3 separate regions of the Gossypium hirsutum genome follow, and all the other regions are linked to region 1. Evidence: chromatin contacts called from public Hi-C data. All regions are on one chromosome and are shown on one strand. Each heading gives the region's core, a stretch centred on a gene start, on an enhancer-like site or on the middle of the called end of the contact. The rest is flanking DNA. Distances are from core to core; before and after follow the strand shown.

Region 1 (4,474 bases), core at 318-2,817:
TCCCACATTACTTAAGAAAACAAGGGAAATGAGACTTTGATTCTATATAAATATATGTTTTGCAAGTTTTATTTCCACATTAATTGGTGGTACACAAAAAAAAATGGTGAGGCCGCTTTGGGTCTTAATAAAGTCTTATTCTCGTAAATTTACAAAAAATTGGTCTATTTTTGTAATATTTTTAAAAAATGACCTTTTCTAAAATTTTCAGGCAAAAGCATGTCCATGTCAACATGATTTTACCTAACACAAGGAAAAAAGCCCTGACATGAAAGCCTTTTTTTGGGGGTCATCCCTTGAAAACCCATCCATGTCAATGTATTTTTTTATTTTCAATCCGTACCCGTAATTATTTTTAGTAATGGCTTATTTCCGTAAATAATTTTAAAAATAGACCTTTATTCGTACATACCCCTAAAAAAAAGCTAACCATAATTCTAACCTCAATAATATAATATAGAGATTAAATAATTATTTTGACCATGTGTAAAAACAATGATACTTATTTAATTAACAATGCCTTTAAAATATAATGAAAACAACATTTATAAAAATACAATAACACAATTTAAAAATATTAGCATAGTAATAAATATAAATAACTTAATTAATATTATAAAATATCAAAAGTGTCCTTAATATATTCTTGAAATATCAAAATATATCTATTTACTTCAGTAACTCTAAAAACAGTTGAATACATATATATAATAGATACATATACATTAAATAAAAAAATTATAATAATAAAATTTATAATTTATAAGTAAATTAATTATTTTTTTTAGAAAATACATGAATTTCCGTTATTAAGTTCTAATGCTTAAAATATCCCTAATCAACATAAAATATCTCTATTATTTTTTTATATTATTTAAAATACCCTTATTAATTATTTATACTACTTAAAATACCTCTATTAATTCTTAAACACTCATTAAGAGTTAATTTTATAATATATATATATATATATATAAGTTATTAGCTATTTTCATTGTTTCCAAATAATCATAGGTAATATCAACTTGGATATATATATATACACGAAGATATTTGAATTTGACAATTTATATTAATTTAGTATTTAATTTTTTTATTTAATTGATACTTAAACTTTGAAATCATAAGTTAACTTGACACTTTTTTAAGTATTTGATTAATACTATTAAAATATGTGACGTGACACTGACATTCAATAGCATAATGGCACATGACAATTTCACATTTCGACAAGTGAAAAAAATAAAAAATTATAATTTTTTATAAAATTTAAACATTTTATTTTATTTTACCATGTATCAAAATATAAGGCTTACATGTGTGCTCGTGCTATTTGTCATCAATGTAGCGTCGACATATTTTAACAATTAGTAAAGTACCTAAAAGAAGCATCAAGTTAATTTACGGTTTCTAAATTTAAGTTCCAATTAGGCAAAAAAAATTTAAGTTCCCTCTCCCTAATTTTTTAGACTCGAAAAAGGCTAAAGGCCCAAAATCTTTTAGAACCCAATAAAATTTAAGACCCAAAGTTGGCCTAAACTTTTAAGAGTCAATCAAGGCCGAGTCAGCTTATCCTCAAATAGTACATAAAGGGATAGTGTCCATGTGAGAAAGGAAAGTCAGAAAACATCCACAAACTGAAAAACTCAAAGCCAGGCTGAGCCTATCAATCTACACCACAGGCCACAACAATGGCTACTTCACTCTCACTCTCAAACTTCTTCTCCTTCCTTTTACCTCCTAATCCTTCTCCACCCAAAGCCCCACCGGCTCTCAACAGTCTTTCACTCTCTTCCCAAAAACCCAAAAATGCTCCTCTCTCATGGTCAGCTCCAGAGGATCAATCTTCTTCTTTATCCACTGAATTGTCATCAGTTATATGCCCTTCTCTTGCAAATGCCAATACCCTTTTCTTCAAATCGGCTTACAATATCCAGGTTATTGTGGATGACAATGAACCTGAAGAAAGACTGCTTAACAGGTTCAGAAGAGAGGTCATGAAAGCTGGTGTTATTCAAGAGTGTAAGAGGAGGAGGTTCTTTGAGAATAAGCAAGATGAGAAGAAGCGTAAGTCACGCGAGGCTGCTAAGCGTAATCGTAGAAGGTAAAATTTTGGCCTTTCCTTTGTTTTTGTAAACTGTGTAAAGATAATGAAGAAAAAGAAAGGAACTTTGGATGCTATGCAATGTATGTCATATGCTTAGGCTCTTTTGTTTGACTTTTTTTTTTAGTAATTTAGCATTGGAATTTTTGGGTTTTAATTGGGGTGGAAAGAAAGATAAGGGCTGAAGAATTCATATGAGATTAGACAGTTTTGGTTCCCTGGTGGAGCTTGGAGGATATGAAGGGGAAAATTAGAAAATTATTGTTGGGTATTTGTTTCTTAGCGATGAAAATTGAAGCCTATGCAGTTTCCTTGTGATTGATTTACCAATGCAATGTGTCAAGGCCTAGCTGGTTTTGTTTTCCTTTGCGCATAGTGTTCAGTTGAGCTGTTATCCCCAGCATTTGATTTCTAAATATGGTTTGAGGAGACAACTTCAGTATATTGAACCAAGGCTTTCAAATTTGAGCTTGTAGAGTAGTGTTTAAGAAGGGTATATTCTATGTAGTTTCTGATCTTAGTTGAACATGTAACATATTTGGTGTAGTTTTATTTGTTTCTTCTACATTTACATCCTCCATGAACTAGTTAGGCCTTGCCTTTTTCTGTTTGAGTTCATGGTCAATTTCCAACCCTTTTATCTTAGCTCTCAATGAGCATATTCTGTTTTGTGGTTATATTATCTCTGGTTGATAATAATTAGTGATGATTATGTCTTCTCTGATGCATATGTGATCAGGCGTCCCCAAGCAAGATTTTCACAACCAAACAAGCAGGAAGTATCTACAAAGAAGGGGGATGAGGATGACGAAGATAACTGGGACATGCCAAATGAAGCCCTTCCCTATTGATCGCATTTTGCCATGCCTTTTATTTACTTATCTTCTTCGCCTTTGAGCTCTGGCAGTTTTGTCTGTCCATTGTAAGTTGAATTAGGATGAATTCTGCCACTTGAATTGCGCTATGCTTTTCTTTTTACATAAATGAAGTCAAGATTTTCATTCCTTAAATTGATCTGAAATCTTCCTTGCATTACCATGTTTTTGTTGGACCTATTGGAAGGTAACCCGTTTTGAACAGGTGGAAGTTTGTGTTTGTCTATGTTTTCTCTTTTCTTTTTTCCAATCCCGACTTTGAGTTGCAAAGGAGACAACTGTTCTTATTCTTGGTCATGGGAATGTCTTGTGTTCCCACGTAATGAGAGAAATATATCGGAGCTTGCTGGCTGGTGTCGTGTCAATTTAAGTTGGTTTGGAATTTGAGTGGGACAGAGTCTGAAATCATGTGATTTAAAGCCTTATTGTTGAATCTCTAGGAGTGTTTCGGAGCTAACGTAATCGAATTCTGTTACTAAGGTGCTTATGGAGATACTGTAATTGATGGTTTCTTGGATTGTTTTCAACAATATAGTATATGCTTTTGGATTTATCCTTGAGTGTTTGCTAAATAAGTTTGTGATTACATGTTACATGCAAGCCATTGAGGGACTCAGGTCCATTAGAGGCAATAAGCCAGTGCTCTTCAGAAATCTCAGATGAAACGCCAAGTTACAAAAATAGCAGTTTTAGAGGCTGAAAGATAAGTCTTGGAAAGATGGCATCAAACAGCAGAAAGAGAGAGTATTTAAGTCCTGGATTCTTTGTTCAGTTTATCGGAAATCGATCGTTTTGCTGAATCTCTTCCTCTATTTACACGAACAAGCAATGCAAAACTTTTTGCAGAAACAAAGAATTAATCAAAATGGTCAAACTCTCAAAGTTCAACCAGAGGTACATGTACTGTTCCATTAGTGCCAGTAAGCAAAAGTGGCAAAACATTCTTTTCGACAACTTATAATGATTGGGCATCTAGGCAACCTTTTCAACATTTCCTTTGCTGCTTAGGTTATGAAATGTTACTTTCCTGGTACAAAAGTTGAGATATAAAGTAAGAGATGCTGCATCTTTCTAAGTTTAATAAATGAATCAACTGAGTCAGGATATAAAACCCGATTTTAGTGAATCATTTCATCCGCTTTGACTCTTTTAACTCCAAAACCCTTCATTATCACAAACAATCCAAATGTTTTGGTTCCTAAAATCAAAGACAACTTTAAAATTATTTGATCAGTTTAAAAAGTCTAGTTACTGATTGAGTCTTAATTCGATTGGCATCAACATTGTTGTTAGTATAAGAGGACGTAGGTTCGAGTGCGCTGAAGTACATTATCCTCCTATTTAAGGGTAGTTCTAGACATTTTATAAAAAGAAGAAGATATAATAAGAACTTATAATGAAATTAATATTAAAATATATATATATAGTAGATTTGGTGGGTGATTCATAAGTTACACATAATTATATGGAGGAAAAACAAGTATGAAGTTCTCAA
Region 2 (4,285 bases), core at 1,172-3,671, 140 kb before region 1:
CAATACATGATTATTCAATCCTTTTGAGCACAATTTCTAGTAAGATCTTAGATTTGAATATCCGATAAAAAAATAACTTTTTAAATTTTAATTTCATTATAAATTATTTATTATATTTTTGTACAATAATTAAAATTATTCATAATTTTTTCCTAAATCCTTAAATATATATTTTTTAAATGTAAAATTAGAATTTATTTAATGAATTGATGAATACGCAAAAACTATTTCAACTTGTCTTTTTCCCCTCTTCGATAGATAATTTTTTTGTATTTTTCTTCAACTGGTTCCATCCAAAGTTCCCCTGGTCTGAGTAGATACATTTGACCAATTAACCAACCAAACCATTGTCATCTACTTAAATGTACTTCAATCCACTGTGCTTGTTTGCTTCTGTCCTAACATACCACGTGCCATAAAAAACAAACACTTGGATTTGCACTACGAACCAATTAATAATGCTAACCCTTTGAATCTTCCATTCAACTACAAAAAAACTTTTCCACTTTTTTTTATTTGTTTTTGGCAGGCAAGGAAAAACTTTTAACATATGGACATGGGAAACAAAAACTTCGGTGATTTGTTAAATACCATCCCATTGTTTGTCTCATTCATAGGCTAACAATATATATATTAATCACTAGCATTTCAATCATTCACATTCCATCAGAAACCACATCCAGTCCACTATTATATATTGGAATGGTGCAGTGAGCCATTGATTTAATGATTCTTTAGTACATTCAGTCACGTTTCCTTACATGGGGTGCCATTTTATGGTCGGCTACAGCGAAAACAAAGAGATTACTTACTAGAAAATAAGAAAATAAAAGAAAAGATTGGCAGTGTGTGGTCGAGAGCATGCATAGTTAATACGACTTTGTAGTTAACTCGTGTCTGCTTCAATGCAATAACATATATATCAGATAGATAAAAGAATATGATAGGAGAAATGAGGGCAAATCATTACGGATCGGCAGCCGTGGTTAGTAGTGCAGGGCATGTTTTGTGGTTAGTAATGATGGTAGTCATCTTTTATTGTTTCATTTCGATCATATATATAATATAAAACAAACAATGTCATAGTTATGTTTATCTTCTTCACTGCAACATCTTAAAGGCACGAGGGTTTGGTTTGGATACAATACCTTTCAATGAAGTTCAGACATCAATTTCCATGGATTTAGTCAAGTCAGGTCCAAACGTGTCTGCTAACATAACAGACATGAAGACAAGGTGTTTTTGTTTTTTCCAGCTTTCAAACATTAATACAATGAATTACACGTTTCCAAATTCATTTGAATCCAGGACTGGTGTTAATGGAAGATTTGAGCATGAGTCCTTTGTCACTCATCCACCATATTTATATAATTGATACCAGCAAAATAAAGCAGCTGAAAGAGGGTTTATAAAAAGCATCAAATAATAAAACATGCATGGTAGTCACAATTTGACTACCATGGGAAACTCGAGTAAAATATTTGGAAGAGGATGAATAAGTTTTATGCTAAAAGCCAATTGAATCCTGACAAAGTTTTGCATTAATCTTTATATAAAGAATGACTTTTGATAGTTCTATACTTTGGACAAAGATTAACTGCCCTGTTGGAATATTTTCAAATATTTATAGTATCCCAATAACTATAAATGAATGGGTGTAATTAATCAAAAGATAAAACTTTTGGTCATTGGTCAAAAGTTATATCATTTGATTTTTTTAAAAAAGAATTATAACTATTCAAAAAATATTATTTGAATAGTTACAAAATTAAATGAATAATTATTATTATTTATTTATTCATAAAGACACCTATTGAAAGATGTCTCTATGAAGAGACATGAAAATTCCTATAAATAGGAATGGGATTTCATTTGGAAACCATATCAACAAATTCTAATATTATTTCTTCTCTTCCTCCATTTTCTAATATTATTAGATTATTCTATAAAGTATTGCTGCAGAAATCCTTTGTAGAAATTGAGTTTTTGTTATACATTACTCAGTGCATAGTGGACTATCCTCGTCAGTGCAAAACGCAAATAGTCATTGGCTTCATTGTATCCTCGAGGTTAATTTGCTTGGAACTCGTTTGCACACTGAAGATAAGTGGGGGCGAATATAACCTTAAAGATAGTGGCTTGATACATGCCTTGGAGCCTGTCCTATTTCTTCTTTTTCTTTTCGAGTTTCGATCGTGTGTTCGAGTTTTTTCCTTACCGGAGCTTTGTACCAACATGCCCTATTCTTTAATCACTTTGTGAAAGAATCTTCTTGAAAAAGAAGAGAAATAGAGTAAACAATGAAATAATTACAAGCTTGTAGAAAAACCTGGCAAAGAAAACACACTCATCTATATCTTATTTCAAAACCTTTAAATTTACCATATCCAACACATCGAAGATTAACAAAGTAAGTTTTGAAAATAAAGCCAACATTAAAAGTTGATTCAAATTTCATTGATTTATTGTTGGTGAACCTCAGGTAGAGCACAATATCATAATAAATCTCTACCTTTTTTAAAATATTTTATAGAAATATTATTTTTCTCTCTTAATCCACCTTGGTAGTGGGTCAACTATACCTATTCATTATTTTGATAAAAGTACTAATGACTATAGCAAGAAAAAAACATAATGTTTTAAAAATAATGAAACGAGTAGCTGAATATATATATATATATTCTCGTACAACCATCTAGGAAGCTAGTTTTGCAAGCCCCCCTTGATGTTGAAGTTGCAGAAGCATCAAATTCTGCCATTTTTATGCTAATATGGGAATTTTCATGTCTTTCTTTAAGCTTGTGCCCTTGGAGTTTGTGTTGATATCAGTGTTTTTCTCTTTGTTGCATGCAATCTTATGTAAAGTCTGCAGAGTTTCAGAATTAGCAGGACATGGCCCCCCAACTTATCCTATAATCGGCTGCATGATTTCTTTCTACAAAAACCGCACTCGTTTGATAGATTGGTATACAGAGCTCATCGCGGAGTCGGACACCAATACAATTGTGATTAACCGGCTTAGTACTCGAAGGACTGTTGTGACCGCAAACTCGGAGAACGTTGAGTACATGCTGAAAACCAATTTCAATAACTTCCCTAAAGGCAAGCCTTTCACTGAAATTCTGGGTGACTTTCTTGGCTATGGGATATTCAATGTGGATGGGGAGCTTTGGCGCATTCAACGCAAGTTAGCAAGCCAAGCTTTCAGCACCAATTCTTTGAGAGAATTCGTGATGAGCACATTGAAAGAAGAGGTAGAGAATCGATTTTTACCTTCGTTAGAATCATTGGCTGCGGCATCAGCAGTGGTAGACTTACAGGACTTGCTGAGACGACTTTCGTTCAATATGATCTGCAAGGTCTCATTAGGGGTGGATCACTGTGTTTTAGACCCTTCTCAGCTTGTTTCGCCTCCCAACAAAGCTTTCGACATGGCATCGGAGATATGCGCCAAACGTGGAGCCGCTCCTTTGTTATTGGTTTGGAAGGTCAAGAAATGGCTCGGAGTTGGATCGGAGAAAAAGCTCAGGGATGCTGTTGAAGAAGTTCATGCATATATTGAGGAAATCATTCGTAACAGGAAGAAAAAGATGGATGAAAGCCAAGAGAATTGCGGTGAAGATCTCCTATCGAGGTTGATATTGGCTGGTTGCGATGAGGAAGTGATAAGAGATATGATCATTAACTTCATCATGGCAGGAAGGGATACAACTTCAGCAGCAATGACATGGCTCTTCTGGTTGCTTTCATGCCATCCAGTTATAGAGCAAGAACTGCTGAAAGAGATACAGAAAAATGATAAAATATTGTCGGATTATGAATCATTGGAGGGACTGAAATTGTTGAAAGCTTCTCTTTGTGAGTCCATGAGGCTCTACCCGCCGGTAGCTTGGAACTCAAAGCATGCCATGGTGGATGATATGTTACCTGATGGTACTTTAGTCCAGGCGGGGGATAGGGTAACCTATTTTCCCTATGGAATGGGGAGGATGGAAGCGTTGTGGGGAAAGGACTGCATCGAGTTCAGACCGAGCCGGTGGTTTATTGAACCAAGTCACCAGGGAGGATCACTAAAGAAGGTAAGTCCATACAAGTTTCCAGTTTTTCAGGCAGGACCAAGAATTTGTCTTGGAAGAGATATGGCCTTCATTCAGATGAAATATGTGGTGGCTTCCATACTGAGACAGTTTGAAATCAAACCAATCGGATCAGAAAAGCCTATTTTTGTGCCACTCTTGACGGCTCACATGGCCGGTGGACTAAAGGTTTTGATCAAGAAACGAGA
Region 3 (4,228 bases), core at 1,058-3,557, 190 kb before region 1:
AAACAATGATTTAACTGTGGTGATAAGGAAATAAAATGCAAATAGTATAAGAGACAAAAATCATGAGCTTAAAAATGGGTAAATCAGACATAATCCAATTTATTATCAACCACCAGCTAGGACTGTGGAACATCATAGCATGAGGAAGCATATACCAAGAACAAAATCGAGGATCTTTCTTTGGTATGAACTAATTCTCTCTACTCTAATTGATCCATTGCTTCAACTTATGGAATGCTGATAAGGGCAAGTATAACAATAGAGGGAAAAAAAAAATACTAATTCTTACCTCTGCCTTTTGGGGTGATCAAATGAACAAGGTCATCCACAGTGACATTATTTCTTCCTTTCTTCTTAACATATGCTCTGTCATTCATCAAAATGGAAGAGATTTCTATAAAGTATCATAAAGATTTCACATAGAGATGATGCATAAAAGGAAATTGAATACGTTGCAATCAACTTAAATGCCAAGCAAAACAAATCGATTCTTGGATAAAGAACTAATTTCTCTATCTCACGGCACTTCATCCCCCTGGTTTTCTTTCCATGAAAATAAATAGCCCACAAAAGCTATACAGCTTTACATAACTATAAAGAAACTTATTGCGGCATTGATTAGTCATTATCTAAAACACCACAACACATCGCTAGACACAATTTGACGCATCACCATCCTAAACATCTTTTAGCCATTGTCGTAACAGAAAACATAAAAGTAAGAAAAACTCAGCATATCACTTATATTTGGGACCGGGCACTGGCATCACAATCTGGCTCTAAGATTATCCACTTCCACATCAATACAAAGTAGGAAGCAACAAGTGAAGTCTTAAGAACCCCATGACAAATTTTTTCCCCATTGATCAACTACTTAATTTGATCCACTTTTTCTAAAAAAAGAAACTATTTATAAAGTATTAAACAAGCCATGACTTAATTCTAATTTCCTTATCTAAGAAGAACTTGAAAATTCTCTTAATTTTCGGATACTATGAATTTTAATCCTTAGATTAATTATAACTAAGCCAACACAAAAAATGATAGGTTAAACGATTAGAAAGAAGATCAATTGCAGATAAATACACAAATTAATATTTGAAGCAAGGCAGTTCAAAGTTTAAACAATAACTGGATACAAAGGAGACAGTAAAAATAGTGGGGAAAAGAAAAAAAACCTGCAAAGAGCTTTCATCTCATCCTTCCATCCACATTCTATAAGTCTTTCTCTTAACATTTCCATTAATCTCTCTTTTTCCCCGCTTTCAATTAACTACCAAATTCAATTAAATCATAGTAAATAAATAAGAACCTCCCCACCCCCCCCCAAAAAAAAAAGAAAAAAGAAAATATGAAATAATAAAAAGAAGGGAAAAGAACCTTGATATTAATAATTTCTTGAAGGATGGGTTCATTCCCTTGATCTTCTGCACCATCAGGGGTTGGAGGCCGATTTACTGAATGTTTCCTGTTGAGGGATTTTAAAAAAAAAAATTAAAGATTCGATTTTGATTATGATTTAGTTAAATTGAAGAAAAAAAAAACAAGAAATTTACTTACATGATGTTAAATTAAATCTCTCAAAATAGAAATGAAAATTTGTGAGGAAATTGGAGAAATTTTTGTACTTCGAAACAGCTAGAAACCAAAGAAAAAAAGAAGGGATTTTAAATTTTTTTCCTCGGCCTACACCGTCACCTAGAAACGACAACGTAGGGGATATTTCAGACGAAGGAAGTATTTTACCAGATTTGCCCCTAGATTTAGTTGCATTTTACAAGGCCATCTCTTGAAGCCTTTTTCAAGGATGGACACAGGCCCTTCACATAAAGAATTCCATAGCTGTTAGCTTGTTAGGCCTTAGATTTAGATACTGCCTTTAGTATAAGAATTTCGTTGGAACTCTTTTGATATTAGAGAAAGATAAATGTAGGACCCTAACCCTCAGATCTTACTAATATGGAACACCTATGAGGCTATGACAACAAAGTGTCCAATTGCCCATCCATGTATATTGGGTAGCTGTTTTTATGTCTCTCTTTGTTTTTTTTCATTGAATTGCAGATGGATTCAGCTGCATATGTCCAACTTGAACAGGTGCTAGATATTTGTGGAACCTAAGAGCCATTTCCAAACACTCGATGGGACTGAGTTCATGTTCGCGTGGGGCACTAGGAACAGATAAATAACTTGGCTAGCATCCTCAAGTATGTGGCTAACTTTCCTGATTGTGCAAAGAACAGTATTACGTAGTCCCGGTAATGCTGTTTTAGTGGTTTCTTATGTAATCTATGGAAGAAAATTGAGTGGTTGAAAACTTTGCATCTTGGTCGCTTTCATATTCTGTGTTAAGATCATGTGACCGTCACTGTTCCCTAGTATTGCTAATTTAATGCTGTTTTTGAGGCTCATATTGTGCCATCCTACAATAATGGCATCTGCTGAAAAAAAAAAAAAAACTCTCTCAAGCAGCTCTAGGGTAGAGGTGATCATGGGCCGGACCGGGCCGGGTTTGGGCCGAGCCCATATAAATTTTCAGGCCCATCTATTAGACTCGGGCCCGGCCCGGCCCGAAATATGGGCCTAAAATTTTGCCCAAGCCCGGCTCGAAATAAAATTACTAAGTCCGAGCCCGGCCCGGCCCGGCCCATATTAAATTTTTTTTATTTCATTAAATAAAAAAAGTTTAAAAATATAATAAATCAAATATATTTAAAAACATAAAAACAAATATTAAAACAAATAAAAATAATACTAAAACAATTCTTAAAACAATACACAAATTAAAAATATAATAAAAAATAGTTATATTAAAAATTTAAAATAATTAAAAATAATATATATATTAATATATAATTCGGGCCGGGCTCGGGCCAAAAAACCCTTACCCGAGGCCTAGCCTGTTTTCTAAACGGGCCTCGTTTTTTTGCCTAAGCCCATTTTTCGGGCCTATATTTTTACCCAAACTCTCCCATTTTTCGGGCGGGCCTTCGGGCCGGGCTGGGCCGCCCAGCCCATGATCAGCTCTACTCTAGGGTCATTGGTATGATAATGGGATTTCCTTGTCTTAGCCAAGTAGTCAAGTAGCTAAATTGCTGACTGTTGTATAGAAAGCTGCATCTGTGGCCAGGTCTCTCCCCCCCACTATTATTGTCCCCCACTCGGATGACATGTATGCAATCTACCTATGTTGCCTCAACCTTTTATTGTTCTCGAAGCATTAAAATTCGACTATGGTACCTAACTTATATCCAAACATGAGTATAACGATTGGAATCTACCCAATTAAGCAACAAACTAATAAAAATAGTGGAAGAAATTGAAAAATTAAACACACAAATTTAACGTGAAAAAATTCCTCCAAAGAGAATAAAAAACTACGGATAAAGATAATTTTAATATAATGGCAAAAGAACGAATAGTACAAAAGATGGAGATAAAAATTAAATCTCAAAACCCGAAAAAAAAACCCTCAAAACGTAATCACAAAATTCTCTAAAAGTGTTATGAGTTATAATCTTTTAATGGGTGTGTTTTCTAATGTTGTAAAAGAGCTTATTTATAAGCTAAATTTATATGTCAAATAAATTATGCTAATAAATGCTTAATATATTATACTAATAAATACTAAATCTTGTAGAAAGAAAATATATTTTGTTTAACTTAACTTGCAAGCAATCTCTTATATTAGTTAATAGGAATTTGGGTCACACAACTCTAACAATAGATAAATGATGTTTCCAAATATACAAAAAAAAAAACTTATTGATGCTGCCAATTGCAATATTTAGTATCAATTCACATTGCAACTGAACAAGTTATAATTTGTTTATTTTGTTTGCATAATTGACTGAATTAAAGCGTTTCTTTTTGTGCATCTTTTTAAGGAATCTCATGTAGCAAATTTCATGATTAATACTGAGGAAGAAATTCAGTCAACCACGTACAATTCAAAGTAATCTAATGTGATTGGCTAACTTTATTTATAAAGATATGCAATCAAAAAAGTTCAATTGTAAGGGATCTTTACTTTATCTCATTCCATAATGAAAATTTTGATTGAGACGAAATCACATTGGTTAATTCTAATTACACTAGTTTGGTTTACAAGTCTACAAAATGCTTATATAAAAGAGACTTTTTACGTTTTGTGTGTGAAAATTAAAGAACTTACTTTATTTTTTACTCTAAACATTTGCAAGTGTTTTTATGTTGTAAAGAAATTGTT

Evidence for each region. A called contact is a pair of places that touch in the nucleus more often than the background predicts.
Region 2: a contact with region 1 is called in a Hi-C map of leaf, with 2.7 times the contacts expected there. The contact joins the promoter of LOC107960454 here to the promoter of LOC107956991 in region 1. A contact is called at or near these places in 8 of 34 Hi-C or Micro-C datasets (callus, hypocotyl, leaf and 1 more).
Region 3: a contact with region 1 is called in a Hi-C map of leaf, with 2.7 times the contacts expected there. The contact joins the promoter of LOC107956987 here to the promoter of LOC107956991 in region 1. A contact is called at or near these places in 3 of 34 Hi-C or Micro-C datasets (all in leaf).

Annotation. Positions count from the first base shown.
Region 1 is chrA05:84,715,428-84,719,901 of Gossypium_hirsutum_v2.1, forward strand. It overlaps LOC107956991 (30S ribosomal protein S21, chloroplastic), which reads left to right and starts at 1,568. Exons shown (of 2, transcript XM_016892415.2): 1 at 1,568-2,104; 2 at 2,844-3,114. The coding sequence starts at 1,692. The coding sequence ends at 2,955.
Region 2 is chrA05:84,573,365-84,577,649 of Gossypium_hirsutum_v2.1, forward strand. LOC107960454 (cytochrome P450 94B3) reads left to right here and starts at 2,422. Exons shown (of 1, transcript XM_016896802.2): 1 at 2,422-4,285. The coding sequence starts at 2,772.
Region 3 is chrA05:84,527,449-84,531,676 of Gossypium_hirsutum_v2.1, forward strand. It overlaps LOC107956987 (transcription and mRNA export factor ENY2), which reads right to left and starts at 2,308. Exons shown (of 5, transcript XM_016892413.2): 1 at 1,561-2,308; 2 at 1,381-1,468; 3 at 1,179-1,273; 4 at 290-366. The coding sequence starts at 1,562.